Linked DNA regions of Oryzias latipes: region 1 is linked to region 2. Evidence: chromatin contacts called from public Hi-C data. All regions are on one chromosome and are shown on one strand. The core of a region is the stretch at or near the end of the contact, and the rest is flanking DNA. Distances in the headings are between cores, read along the strand shown. Region 1 overlaps LOC100125511 (bone morphogenetic protein 1). Region 2 holds the start of pebp4 (phosphatidylethanolamine-binding protein 4).

Region 1 (6,490 bases), core at 3,131-5,630, 200 kb before region 2:
TTTTCTCTCTCACCATTTCTCTTTCACACTCACTCTTCTGTCTTTCCCTCTGTCCCCCCCTCTCTATCTTCCTTTACCTTTATCCCTCGCCTTTTGCTGTCTCTCCCCACCACAATCATGGATCTCTCGGTGAGGTGTTTGTTTCTTTTATCATGTCTCGGCGTGATATTGGCGATAGACTTAGATGCAGCTGATCCAGGCTACTATGTGGAGCCCACTGCCACATCAGAGGCGATCGACTACAAGGATCCCTGTAAAGCTGGTGAGATGTTTTTCCTCTTTCCTCATTGTTTTTGTGGTGCGCTCTGCTGAGGCAGCAGCTCGAATCGGCGCAAACCGACCGTGGAGACGCGTTTGGAGAGCTGACAGTAGTGGATGCAGTTTTGGAAAGAAGTGGGAGAACATTATGTGCAGAGTTGGAAACATTTGAAGCACACAATTGCTTTGGGGAAGCCGATAATAATAGATAGTTTATGTATTAAAAAAACAAACAAAAACAAAGCATGCATTTGTAAGAAAATGGGAAAAAAAAGTTTTAGCTTTTTGTTCAAAAGTCCTGTCAGATGTTTGGAATCATTTTACTGACTTTACTGAGATTTAAAAAGAGAGCTTTATTGTAGGATCTCTTCACATTTCTGGAAATTGTAGTTTTTTTTCTTCTTCTCTTTTCTGCTTATGGAGTAATAAAAGAAAGTGGAGGAGGGGAAAGGGGAAGCTTTGGAGGACTAATGTGTCATTTTCTTCTCATAGTTCTGCATAGTTCATCATTTTTGGGCCTTTTATTGAGGTTTCATCACAAAAAAAAGGGGGGGGGGGGGGGGGTCCACCTGAACCAAACCAACAAGCCTTTTTCCTCCAGTAAAAATATTCCGATTACGATGAGTGGGCTTCATCCAAAGTGACCTCCAAAACCCAAAACGTGCTTACCAGCTGGGAATCTGTCCCTTTCCAGTGTGTCAGCCTTTACAGGAATAAAGTAAGTAGTTTACTCCTCCAGCCAAATGTCTGCTTTCAGCATCTTTCTGCAGAATCAGAGCTTAAGGACGTAAAACTCGATGCATAAACACAACAAAGGTCAAGCTGTGGAGAAATGAAGATGTTCCTTCCTGTTTTTACTCCACTGTTTATGATGAGTCACGCAAGTATTCCCTTCTAAATAAATGTAACATCAGTTTCTTCACATTGGAGCGTATTTGATGACACTGAGTGTGGTGTTGGTTTGAATGGGGTTTCTGAGTTCATCATGTCCCAGCAGAGAACTCAACTCTTCAAGGCAAGGACTTTTTTTTTTTGATGAATAGGCCAGTTTGTTCCAAATGAAATGTCAGCCAACTGGAGTTTTGATGATGGTTTTCCATGGAAAAGTCACCTGCTTTCTCCTTCTGACCTTGCAGGAAAATATCCAATATCTCATCTTCATGACCTCCACACAGCCTGTGGTCAAAGGCGGTGTTGATGGTTCTTGGTTTATTGATTTTTCTCTCGTTTTTCCTCGTTTGTCAGTTGCATCATAGCGTTGAGGCAATTCGATCACTTGCTGTGGTAACAGGTCAGCGTTTTTGGAGGATTTCACTCGTCTGTATTGTGAAATTTGGGATTTCTGTTTCTTAACATTTTGGCTTGCTCTTTCATAAAACATATTATTCTCACATCTGCATTTAGGGTTTAACTTAGTGAACCAACAGTGACTTGTATTTAATAAAGTGTTTTATTTTATTTTTATTAATTCCTCACACAGGTCAATGCTTCCTATAAAACACAGTTTACATGAGTAAAATTTTACACAAAAATTGGCAGCTAAACCTTAAAAGGCACTTAGTGAACCAAACACTTCAATAAAACAAAACTAATTTTTATAATAAGAAATTAATGAGAACCAGATGCTCTGCTCAAATGATGATAAAGAAAATTGTGACTGGTTTGAGTTATTCCATTGCTGGAGGCGTAGACATCATAATCTACTTAAAGCCTCCGGTGACGATGCCAGCTGACTGTGCTGTCTATTGTACATGTTAAATCTTTGAGCATTGGCTTAACCTTTGCGCTCCTGCGCTGCCTCGGCTGTGGCTGCCGACAGGTCAACCTACGTGCACCCCTTTTTTGTTGTGGCTCTCTCCTGTGCGAGCGGTTTCTGCATAAGCCTGGAGTTATTTCCTCTGGCTGGCTCAGGAGCCTCACACAGACCCAGATTGCACGCCCAAAACTCCAACAGGGCAGTCACTTTCTACTGTTCTAACATAACTCAGGTGAGGCGAGCTTCCTTTCATGGCCAACAGGGACTTGAAATCCTTCGTGTCTTCACTCACTGTCAGTGTGTTGTTTTTTGCTTTACTGAGTTCTCTTTGAGCTTTTTAATAACTAAAAACTCCTCCTTGCTTCACAGAAGCTGGCTTAAGATGCCACATCTGATAAAAAGATGTGCAACAGACTTCTGTCAGGAAAAAAAACTTTTGCCTCTTTTGTAAGAACTTGGGTCAGATTTTTTTCATCTCATATAACTGTCAGATCTTTCCTTTTTAAGATATCGTCTCAGTCTCTTAACACAAAGGGTAAATTATTCAAAGACCCACTCCAATGAAAATTGTTGTGACATTTTTGTCATGATAGACACATAAAGAAAATTAAGCTTAAAACTTTTTTTCTGAGTATTTTTTTAATTCAAATCATTGTGAATCAGCACCACTAATGTTAGGTTGGGGGTGTGAGGGGCTGTAAGCTAGAGGGAGAAAGTGTAATTAAAGGGATGATGGGAAGTAGGGCTGCACGATATGAGGAAAACTCGCGATATGCAATATTAGTGCAATGCCGATTAAACTTGCAATACATAAACAAATAGCAAAAAAAACAAAAACATTTCCATTTCACTGCAAACGTTTAATTTAAATAAGAATCAAAATACCTTAAATTATTCTCCAAATGACCGTCGTCTAATTAGGAGGGACACATGTAACATAAAAGCTCCATCCGATTGGTCAACAACGTGTAGAGCTCTTTCTAATTGGTCAAATGCATAAAGGGATTATTCGATTTGTTAAATACTTAAAGCTGCCATAAGATTGTTTTAGCACTCTTAAGGTTAACCATTTATTGCGATTTTCGCTGACTTTTGCGATATGTATATTGCACAGTTTGAAATTGCGATAACGATAAATTTGCGATTTATTGTGCAGGCCTATTGGGAAGTGCGGGTAACTGCACCAACAGTCACGCCCACAACTCAGAGGCATGTTTCTGATGAACTCCTGCCGCTCTGCAGAAACTATGTCCAAGAAGTTTTTAGATTTTGGCTAAAAACGGCATAATCATAATCAAAAGATCACTGGGAATGCTTTTACAATGGATCAGAAGATGATCGCAGTGAGACTTTAATTATAGATTTTACAAGTTTTGATGTCGCTCAACTCAAACTCCCTTTTTTTTGTATTCGTGCTTGTACTTTTTGTAATTTTTGGAGTATTGTTAGAGTTTGCGAAACGCTAATTGATTTCAATTAGCCTGAATTCATTTCTTTATTAACCTTTAAGGTTTCTTGTGTTGTATTTTTTTGCAAAGCTGAAAAATGTCTGTGTGATCCATTGAATTATTCATCTCAGTTTGGATTTCAGAGACCGTGTGACATTAAAAAAGAAGGACAAATGTTTAGCAAGCTGATGAATCATTAGAGAGAGCCAAACTGGCAATAAGATATCCGTAAGCACTTGCAGGGAGGATCTAGGAAATCCAGAGGACTAATGGGCTTGATGGAGCGTGAAATGTTATAGGTGAGGCAGGCTCTTGCTGTGTGCCATTTGCAGCAGAAGCCACTCACATTGTCAGGAAGATGGATGCTGCGGTGACAGAAACACAGTCTTGATCCCAGTTGTGGGTGAGAGGATGTCAGGCTTTTAGTGTGGAATAATCACTTCATTCTCGTGCTGTTGTTTGTGACTCCCCTCTAATTACACCCCAGTTACCTTTTTGAAATGAAAAGTTTATATACGCCTTTTTTCCTCTCCTGCCACAGGCTTAAATTGTGGTGTTTGGAAATGTCATGGTAAAGATTTGTTGAGGAAGAGGCTCGGTTTCCACACAGCTCATGTAAGGAGTCATTTATCATTACCCAAGAAGAGTTTTTACTTAAAAAAAAAAAAAAGTTTAGGTTCATTTCAACCGAGTGTTGGAGGCTAAACTGCCAACAACAAACATCTCATACCGCATGAAAACCTAAACGGTGATACTCCTCCTATCATCGCATGGTAATCACCTTTTCTGCAATACGCCATTACCTTCTATAGGAATTCAAATTGTGCTGGGAAAGGTGGTGCCAAGGTATTGTGATGCATTCCGGGCCGTGGCCAAGCATTGCATCCCTCATCATCATTGGGTCATGCATGAGGACAGGCTGTCTAAATGTCTCTCTAAGCTCACAGTCAGGAGTAAAGCCCCTGCCTCCCAGTGGGACTGGCTCTCTAAATATAGGCTGAAGTTCCAGTCTGCTTAGGCTTGCTATTGATGTTGGTGCAGTTTTCAGTGGCAGATGTCATGGGTTGGGATTCACGGAAAGAGATTTGTGGGATTGGTCCAAGAGTATTTGACACCATAAAGGTCAAGACTAGGGCATTACACAAATCAGGGGAATTAATATGATTGAGGTCTCGTGTGTAATCTGACTAGATGTGATGGTTGATGGGGGAAGCAGACTGAGATCAGAAAGATTATGGTGTAGATTAAAATAAATCATTAGTGGGGGAAGTTGACTTATTTTATTTTTCAAACTAGCATGTTAGAAATAAATACACCAAAACTTCAATGTCTTTATGGTTTTTGACTGCATTCAAATAGGGATCATAGTTGCAGTTGTTGCTATCCAGGTGATGAACTCCTGTTTGGATGGTGATACAGCTCTGCACTCTGGTGATCACTTGCCATCTGCCACATTTATTCGTTTATAATCCACTGCATACCAGACCAGTCTATGTGTTTGCTTTTCATATCATTAGAGCCCTACATATCTAATTTGTCAATTTCCCTCAAAGTCTGGCCTCAATCCCAGTCTGCAGTTTTGTACTCAAGATTCTGAAAACCATGTGTCTGTGTAAACCTAAAGCCTGGAGACAAGGGGATTACTTACAAAATCTCTGTGATTTATTTTCATAAACTTCCACCAGCATCTAAATACAACCCCCTGTGTCTGGGGGAAAATGAGTCCTAACACCATTAGACTGTGGAGTTTGCTCACTTTAGCCTTCTTGTCTGATAACAACAACATTTTGGATTAAAGGGCCTCTCCTAACATCAGCAGCAGGAGCTGATGAAGACATTGGTAAGCTTTCACCGGATTATTTAGTTTTGGTGTGCAAATAAACTTGCCAACACCTAGCAACCCGTAAAGAAACATCACCTGGTGGATTTTCTTTGGTTTGCGTGCTATTTCCACTGCATTTAGATTTAGGACCTGTACTCGGACTTATAGTTCTGGGACTGTCTGTTCCCTTCAGCACTTCTGGGAATCCAATAACCTGAAGAAAAAAGCAAAAATTGTCACGGTTTAGTGAGTCTGTCCAGTTTATAATAAACAACATCTGGTGGAGTCTCTGTATCAGTGATACAGTTTCTGCCAATAGCTGTCAGTATAAGTGTTGTTCTTTTTTGGCACACACAAATTAGAAGATCTCTTTGACCCCTGGAATCTGTCATCAGAACATGCCCCATCTTGCCAGAGCTCATCTACACCTTTTCTTATTGCTGTCATTATCTGCTAGTCCGGTCATTAGCATGTCGCGGGTCTACTTTGTCTCACAGAGAGGAAAACTGCTCTGCATTTACTACAGCCAGCTCTAGATTTATTTAATCGTAGTCATGTGATGAAAAAAGAGAACCAACCGGTTCTTTTTATTGTCTGGTACTTCTATCAAGTTTTATTTTTGCGGATAAAACACTTTTGCTTTGTTGCAGATTGCAATGATAAGCCTTCTAAAAGCTTTGGAGCAATACCCCGCTGTGTGTTCTGCTGTAAGAAGAATTTGACCCTACTTCTGTTAGGCACTTCATTGACCCAAATTATTGCTTGCCAAACACACTTGAACCGAAATACCCCACATTCTATTCAACCACAAGCAGAAAGCGATCTCTTTCCTTCTCTTTGGTGCACATCTGCCTTCAGTTTCAGAACTTTTGTTCTGAGCCTAGAGGAGTGGTCCCTCTTCTTTTCCCTTTTCCTGTTTAGAGATAAATTGCCCCCCCCCCCCCCCCCCCCCCCAACTTTGCAGTTTTCTTTCTCTGTTTCTTCAGTGACACCCCCACCCCACTCCCCCAACCCCTGCATTCTAGCTGAGTAATAAATTCTGAAAATGTGCGGGTGTTAAAACCCCAGTAAAACTGAGCACCTACATGTTGCAGGGGAGTTTTCTAGCAAACGAGCATTTAATAAGAACTCCAATAAAGCACATTCCACATAAACTGGGTCTGTTTGGATATTTTCCCTCTCCTTGGCCTCATTAAGGAGCCGTTA
Region 2 (6,398 bases), core at 283-2,782:
AATTATTTGCTCTTCAGTAATTTGTAAATTAATTGTTGTGATAAAAAATGCCCTGAAATGTGGAATACTAAACTTTAGTTAGACTGGTTGGACTTTACTGAAGCACTTGTCTGTTTTTTTATCTTGTTACAGATTATGACATTGAGTTACTCTTATTGCTTCCTTATACTAAGATTTTCAACTTTTATTTAATTCTGTGCAGCACTTTTTGACAACTATGTTTCAAGTATTGTCCTCCTTTAGGCCAGACTACAGTGCAGATGATAAATAATCAATCTCTATGTAAAGAAAAATGAGAATATAAAGAAATTTGTGTTTGGTGGATTTTTTCTTCATTTTAACAATGCTTCCTGGGTAGTTTTTTTTAACCATTAGAAGGCCAGTTTATTTTCAACAGAGCCAGATTTGGAAGGGAACGTACATTTGTGGGAGGAGCAGCAGAGCTGAGTATTTGGCTTCCACCCTTGAATAACATTGCCACAGTGTCTCCACAGATCCCATGAGTGTTCAACGGGGTGGAGACCAAAACTGCTGGCAGGACATTCCATCCTCTACAGTCGCAGATTCTGGTGATAGTCTCCAATAAACCTCACTCTCTGGGAACATGCACTGTCATCTTGGATGATAGAGTTTGGTTAGTGGAGATACAAGACTGCCAATGGTTGAAGAATCTGGTCTAGATACCTCTTTGCATTGACGTTGGCTATGTGCAGTTCCTTCAGATTGTCCAGCCAAACAGCCATTGGCCATATCGTCCTGCAAATCTTAACTGCAAATCTGTGTAAGACAGCAGACAGTACCTAATATGTGCTGGCAGTGTGTGGAAAGCGTCTTTTTGGGGGCCTCATCTGTTTGAGATGCTGGTGTCTGGCATCACCCAATATATAACACACAACGGTCCAAGAAGCTCACAAAGGGGCTTGACACTGACAGAAAATATTTGACAAACTCATTCTTAGCTTTGCTAAACACAAATGCATTCCTTAAAAATGTAGTATTATTGAAAAGAGAAGTAAACCGTCTGTCTGTCTTTCAATCTATCTAAAAAAAAGTAGTACCGTGCGCATTGATTTTCCCTCAGTCATGTCTTCACGCGCAAGGACACATCAGACAGCTTCTATTTATAACTTTGCTTCTTTTTAGACTAGCTCATTTAATAATTACTTTATCGTTATTAAAACGTTTAATTTAAGCTATAATTTAACTTCTGGTAACATAACGTTTCCCACACAGTTCTCACTTTTTTTAATATTAATTTTAAGTATCGTATTTTTACACGTCACTAAGTTCGGAAGCTTCCAATTTTAACTTGGAAGTCCATGATGAAAGAGTGCGTCAAGTCCTCTAGCTTAATGTATAAAGTACAAACTTCCTTGGCATACAGAATTTCGGCAGCTGCGTCACTGTAAATTGGCGCGTTTACCATCTTTGACAGGCCCTTCTTTCGGAGGCAGGTTTCCTCCTCCGGGTCTTCGGCTGCCGCAGTGGAGTCCGCTGTCAGAACAGGCCGCTGACGTCATAAGCAGCAACAGGTGAGGGCAAGCTCCGCCAAAATAAAAATACATAAACAAAATCGAGAGCAAATAAAAAAAACTCAGAATTTATAGTTTGCGCTTTGTTTATTTAGTAAATATTATTTACACATTTTGAACAACACATGCTACAGAATTTTAGGTTTGCAGCTGCTAAATCATAAAAACAGCTTTTGAGGGGGGAAAAAACCTGGAGACTACTGAAAAACCAACCAGGTTTTAACCACTGAGAAAACATTCAAGTTTTTCTTTTTTTATTATTGTTATTTAAGTGTTATTGATGTAAGTTTTTATTCCAATAATTTTTATAAAAGGCCTCTTTAAACTAAGTAGTAGTGATTGTGCAGCATTTATTATTTTGTTCTTAGTGCTGCTAAAACTTGCTTTGGTTTGTGCTTCTCTGCAGCGGTGATAGCACCTAAACAGGAAAGGGCCCCACATACAGCGTCTCTGTACTTTATGATCTAATCCTTTTTGTCTTACCTGAATTTCACTTTAAATATTGTCTAACAATATCGCAGTACAACTTCATACAATTTGAAGAGAACATCGTGCTACAAAGCAGTGCAAGTTTGTTGTTTTCAAAGAAAAACATTTTATGCTTTGTACAAAACTGTCTGTTATATATGCAATAGATTGTGTAAGTTGCTACGCGAGCTTTGCAGAGGTCATCCAACCATATATTTACATATTTGATTCAGAATCTAAACTCATGATACCCATATTGTGTCAGTATTCTTTTGAAGCTGAAGCTTGTTGAAGAAATGTTAATGTTATGAATTTAAATTCCCTGCACTCATTCTATGGTTAATATTATCTGATGTTCTAGTCTATTAAGACCTCACTGATTTGTTGAATCAATTGATGTTGGCCATAAAATGCACATAAAGCCTAAACGCATGTGACACTAAAGCACACACACATCAAACTTCTCAAATGACATACCAACAGACTGCTTTAGATCCAAAACACAGATTGTGCACGGTTACAATACAGCCTGAAGAGCACCATGGCAGCTGAAGATGTGGCAAATTAACATGAGACCAAGGTTGCACTACTTTACATTCAATATCACATTATACCATACACTGTACATTAAGGCATGGGGTGTTGTCAATGCAAACACATAAACAGAAGGATCGCTGAGAAATGTATATGTTTGTGAACTTTACAGCTGAAGCCAACGTAACAACATAGATCAATTTATTGTCACAGTTTTACAATTAACTATGACCTGGATATTACTCACATAGAACATTCAGATTTACTACAAAACAAAACACAATGTTTTGTAGGATAAATCTTCCAAAGACTGAATTTATGTGACTAACTTTCTGACGGATTTGAATGTTTAAACATTAAAAATGTGTGTGGAAATACAATTAAACTAAACCTTGCTTCCAAGAGAAATAATCTACTGGTATTAAAATGTAAGTTATAGTTTTATTTTATACCTTACTGGTTATGTGATGATGCAATAGTTTTAGAATTTCTAAAAATGTTTTACTGGGTCAGAACTTCATATAGGTGTGAAAATCCACAGTACTTCTGAACTGATTTTTTCCAATTTTACACGAAGGTTGGACTCTGTTCAGTAAAGAGGATGGAAAAGAACAACCCATCCCTTATAGAAAAAAAGAAGTTTCCCATAATAAATGGGGTATAGAGGCAAGCACTGCAGTCAGGGTTCACAGTTATGCTAACAACAGCATATTTTATGGATGACGCACACATCTCTATAATATCATCATTATGTCTGCATATTTCTACTTTGGACTGTTAAGCTTTTCGCTAATTATCGCCTGTGAAAGGGAATTGCCTCGGTTTATGCATGAGAAACGTGGCCGGAGGTCAGCGCATGTGGAGTTTTCAGTCACTTTCTGTCATTTGCAGGTGTGCAGCAAAAAATCACAGGTCAAATAAGTATACAGTCAGCATTAATCAATACGAAAAAAATGAATCTGCTCACTGCCTGCAGTGCACAGTATTCTGTAACAGCACATTAGAATGATGCATTTCATCAGCTGATATTTAATACAATTTACAATACTGCATGTTCCCACTGCAAACGATGGCTGCTAATACAACATATTCTGAAAACTATTTCACAATCAAGTAAAATCATCAGCCAACATATACTTTGATGTATATAAAATATTAAAAAAAAATGCTTTGATATGAGTTGGTGTTCTTCATATGTCTCTGTTCCCCTTTTTTCACCCATCAGACAAGTTGCACAAAAGCAGCTTCATGAACTTTTTTGAATGACCCATGTGTACATTTGAAGTCAAACAAATGTTTCAAGTGTGTAGAATATTAAAAGAAACCTCAAATAAATGGGAAGAAGCTTCCACTTGTGTGAAAAACAAGCAGGGTAGTCTATTAGCTAGGGTAAATTTTGAAAACTAAAGGCCATGTCATACTACCTACATTTTGCTCATTTTCAATGTAGGTAATCTATCATAGGGGTGTGACGATAACCGCATCACGGCACTTGTTTTTTTGTTTTGTTTTTAAAGTTCTGCATATGGTGCATGATTGGAACTATAATAAACACATTAAACACATTCATCTTTGCTGATAATTTACTTTTTTCTGCTAGTCCTGTGTTCAGACTTCAAGAGTTTCTGGGGGAAAGCTTTTATTAATGTTCTCCCTCTTGCCGGCACGCGGCTCTCACTCCCTCTACGTTGCACGCGGCGCGCTCCCTCTACTCACACACACACGCAAGCGGTTTCAGAAACACATCCTCATTCTACAACAGAAGTTTCCGTCTCGTGAGGAAATACGACAAATTTACTGCGTTTTAATTATTTCTTTCCATTGTATTCATTTCCATTACATGCTGCGTGCGTTCTTGAGTGCGTGACGCGGCTGCCTGCCAGAGGATTTTGTGTTGGGGGGGTTATTACTGTTCTCCTTCACTCTGTAACACCAAACATGAACGTGCACTGTTAGATTTCGATGAATATCACTACATGTTTTGTTTGGGAACTATTTTGTGCAGCGCAACGTTACATGTCTGTATAAATAAAGGCGGAGCCTCCTGCCCCGCGTTCTTCATGGGTGTCAGGCTTCATGGCTACTGGAAAGGTGACAAACTGTCTGCAGTTTGTTTATTACTGGGCAATATATAATATTCTGAGAACCAGAGAGCACAAGTGAAGCATCGCGTGCAGCTAGAGCGGTCCGCTGCAGAAGAATCAACACGCATCCCCAACACACTTGTGCACACTCCTTCCTCCTACACACGCATAGGTAGTAGTTAGTTGTTACTGTTATTTGTTAAGAAAGAATACTGCGTTGTAGTTGTATTCATTTGCAACGCGGCCGCTGGGGGATTTTTCTGTTTGGGGGGGGCTGTGGTTAACCACGACACACGCCCCCTGCTGGTTCATCACCACGGTGATCAAAAATCCTACACCGTCACAGCTCTAGTCTATCGTGATAGATGCGTAATATACGTAATTCATAAGTGTCTTGCGCTTGTCATTTGTTGATGTGCACAGATCGGCTGATGGGTCTTTACGCGAGTTCAGTTTTTAGGTGTTCACAATTTTTGGACAGTTGAGAATTAACACGGTTTAAACATATTTTACATAGTTTATACATGATTATTATGTAAATCTTACGCAATTGTTTATGATTTTTGCATGGTTTATTCGTGCTTTCTCCATTAATTGAATGTGGTTAATTTGTGATGCATCTGTGACAATTTCACGTGAAGACCACAACTTTTCTCACTTTCCTCACATATATTTCACATATGAACAATTGTCATCCGTGCAAAATGTATGTAGTGGCTGTGTGACATGGCCTTAAGCAATCTCTGTGAGACAGATCAGGGAAACACATGAATAAAAATATTACTATAACTTCTTTAACTCAAAAAAAAAAAAAAAAGAATCGAATTTTGTGAAACCCGGATGTTATTTTTTACCATTTGAAACATAACAAAAACATTGTAAAATATGTACGATAGAAATTGTTTTGCGTGCATCCTACAGAAAACATTTTTTTCCTTTGATTTAGGATCTCTTGAAAAGAGCAAACTTAACACATTCATGTAAACTAAAGCCCTTTTATGACAAGAGGTCTTAAATCACAAGATCACATTGTACAAATGCTGTGCATCCAGACATATACCACTGTTAGTTTTGAAAGTTGTACACAATTGAAAAAACACATGTCAAAATAGAGTTGACAGAGAAAAAAAATTGCTATTGTTTCAATTATGATGAGTGACTAGAATAAGCTTCCGTTACAGTTTCTGAGCATGTTGTTACATCCTGTTTGAGAGGTCATATCGCCTGGAAGATTGTGCAAACACTTAAGGGCAAAGTGTTATATCTCTGAGACTTAGGTTCTGTGTGGAACTGCTGGTTGTTGCAGCTGATAAGCAGCACTTGGTTCTCAGTTGAGGTCAACTGACAATGAGGTGAAACTTCTGTCTTTCCATGATGCTCTGTCACGTTTGAAAACTTAATCTAAATATTTCTAAAGCTAAAACTCTACATTTACAAAAAAACACTACTTTTATCAGGACCTCACAACATTGGGAGCAGTGTTTTCAGCAGAAGCAGAGTGCCTGATCATTCAGGTGTACTGAGCAAGCAGAGGTTATCTTTTATGTTATTTTTAATGACTTGTACACAATAGCTTCCAGACTGCATCCACCCTTACCACTTGATCAGATGAAAGCTGATGAGCCTGAAGGGGAGTTTGAGTTTGGGGAAGAAGGAAGGTTCCAGAAGAGCCACCTGCGTTTACATTGCCTTCTCTGGTACATATAGTCCTCCTTGTCACGCTCTTTGCGAGCCCTTTGGTAGTGGTCATCTTCTTTCAAGTACCAAACGGGTGGCCAGC

What was found. A called contact is a pair of places that touch in the nucleus more often than the background predicts.
Region 1: a contact with region 2 is called in a Hi-C map of embryo, with 1.9 times the contacts expected there. The contact joins the enhancer-like site here to the promoter of pebp4 in region 2. A contact is called at or near these places in 2 of 5 Hi-C or Micro-C datasets (embryo and fibroblasts).

What each region holds. Positions count from the first base shown.
Region 1 is chr9:17,048,746-17,055,235 of ASM223467v1, reverse strand. LOC100125511 (bone morphogenetic protein 1) reads left to right here. Exons shown (of 20, transcript XM_004072482.4): 1 at 1-262. The coding sequence starts at 118. Among protein-coding and RNA genes, the nearest start is that of LOC100125511, 3.3 kb to the left of the region's middle. Within about 2 kb of position 4,380, at least 4 of the 8 cell types and tissues checked have an H3K27ac peak or open chromatin away from gene starts, as enhancers often do. A contact at or near this core is called in embryo, where this site is marked.
Region 2 is chr9:16,847,045-16,853,442 of ASM223467v1, reverse strand. pebp4 (phosphatidylethanolamine-binding protein 4) reads right to left here and starts at 1,532. Exons shown (of 5, transcript XM_023958552.1): 1 at 1,424-1,532. The coding sequence starts at 1,426. rhobtb2 (rho-related BTB domain-containing protein 2) reads right to left here. Exons shown (of 10, transcript XM_011479314.3): 10 at 5,287-6,398. The coding sequence ends at 6,223.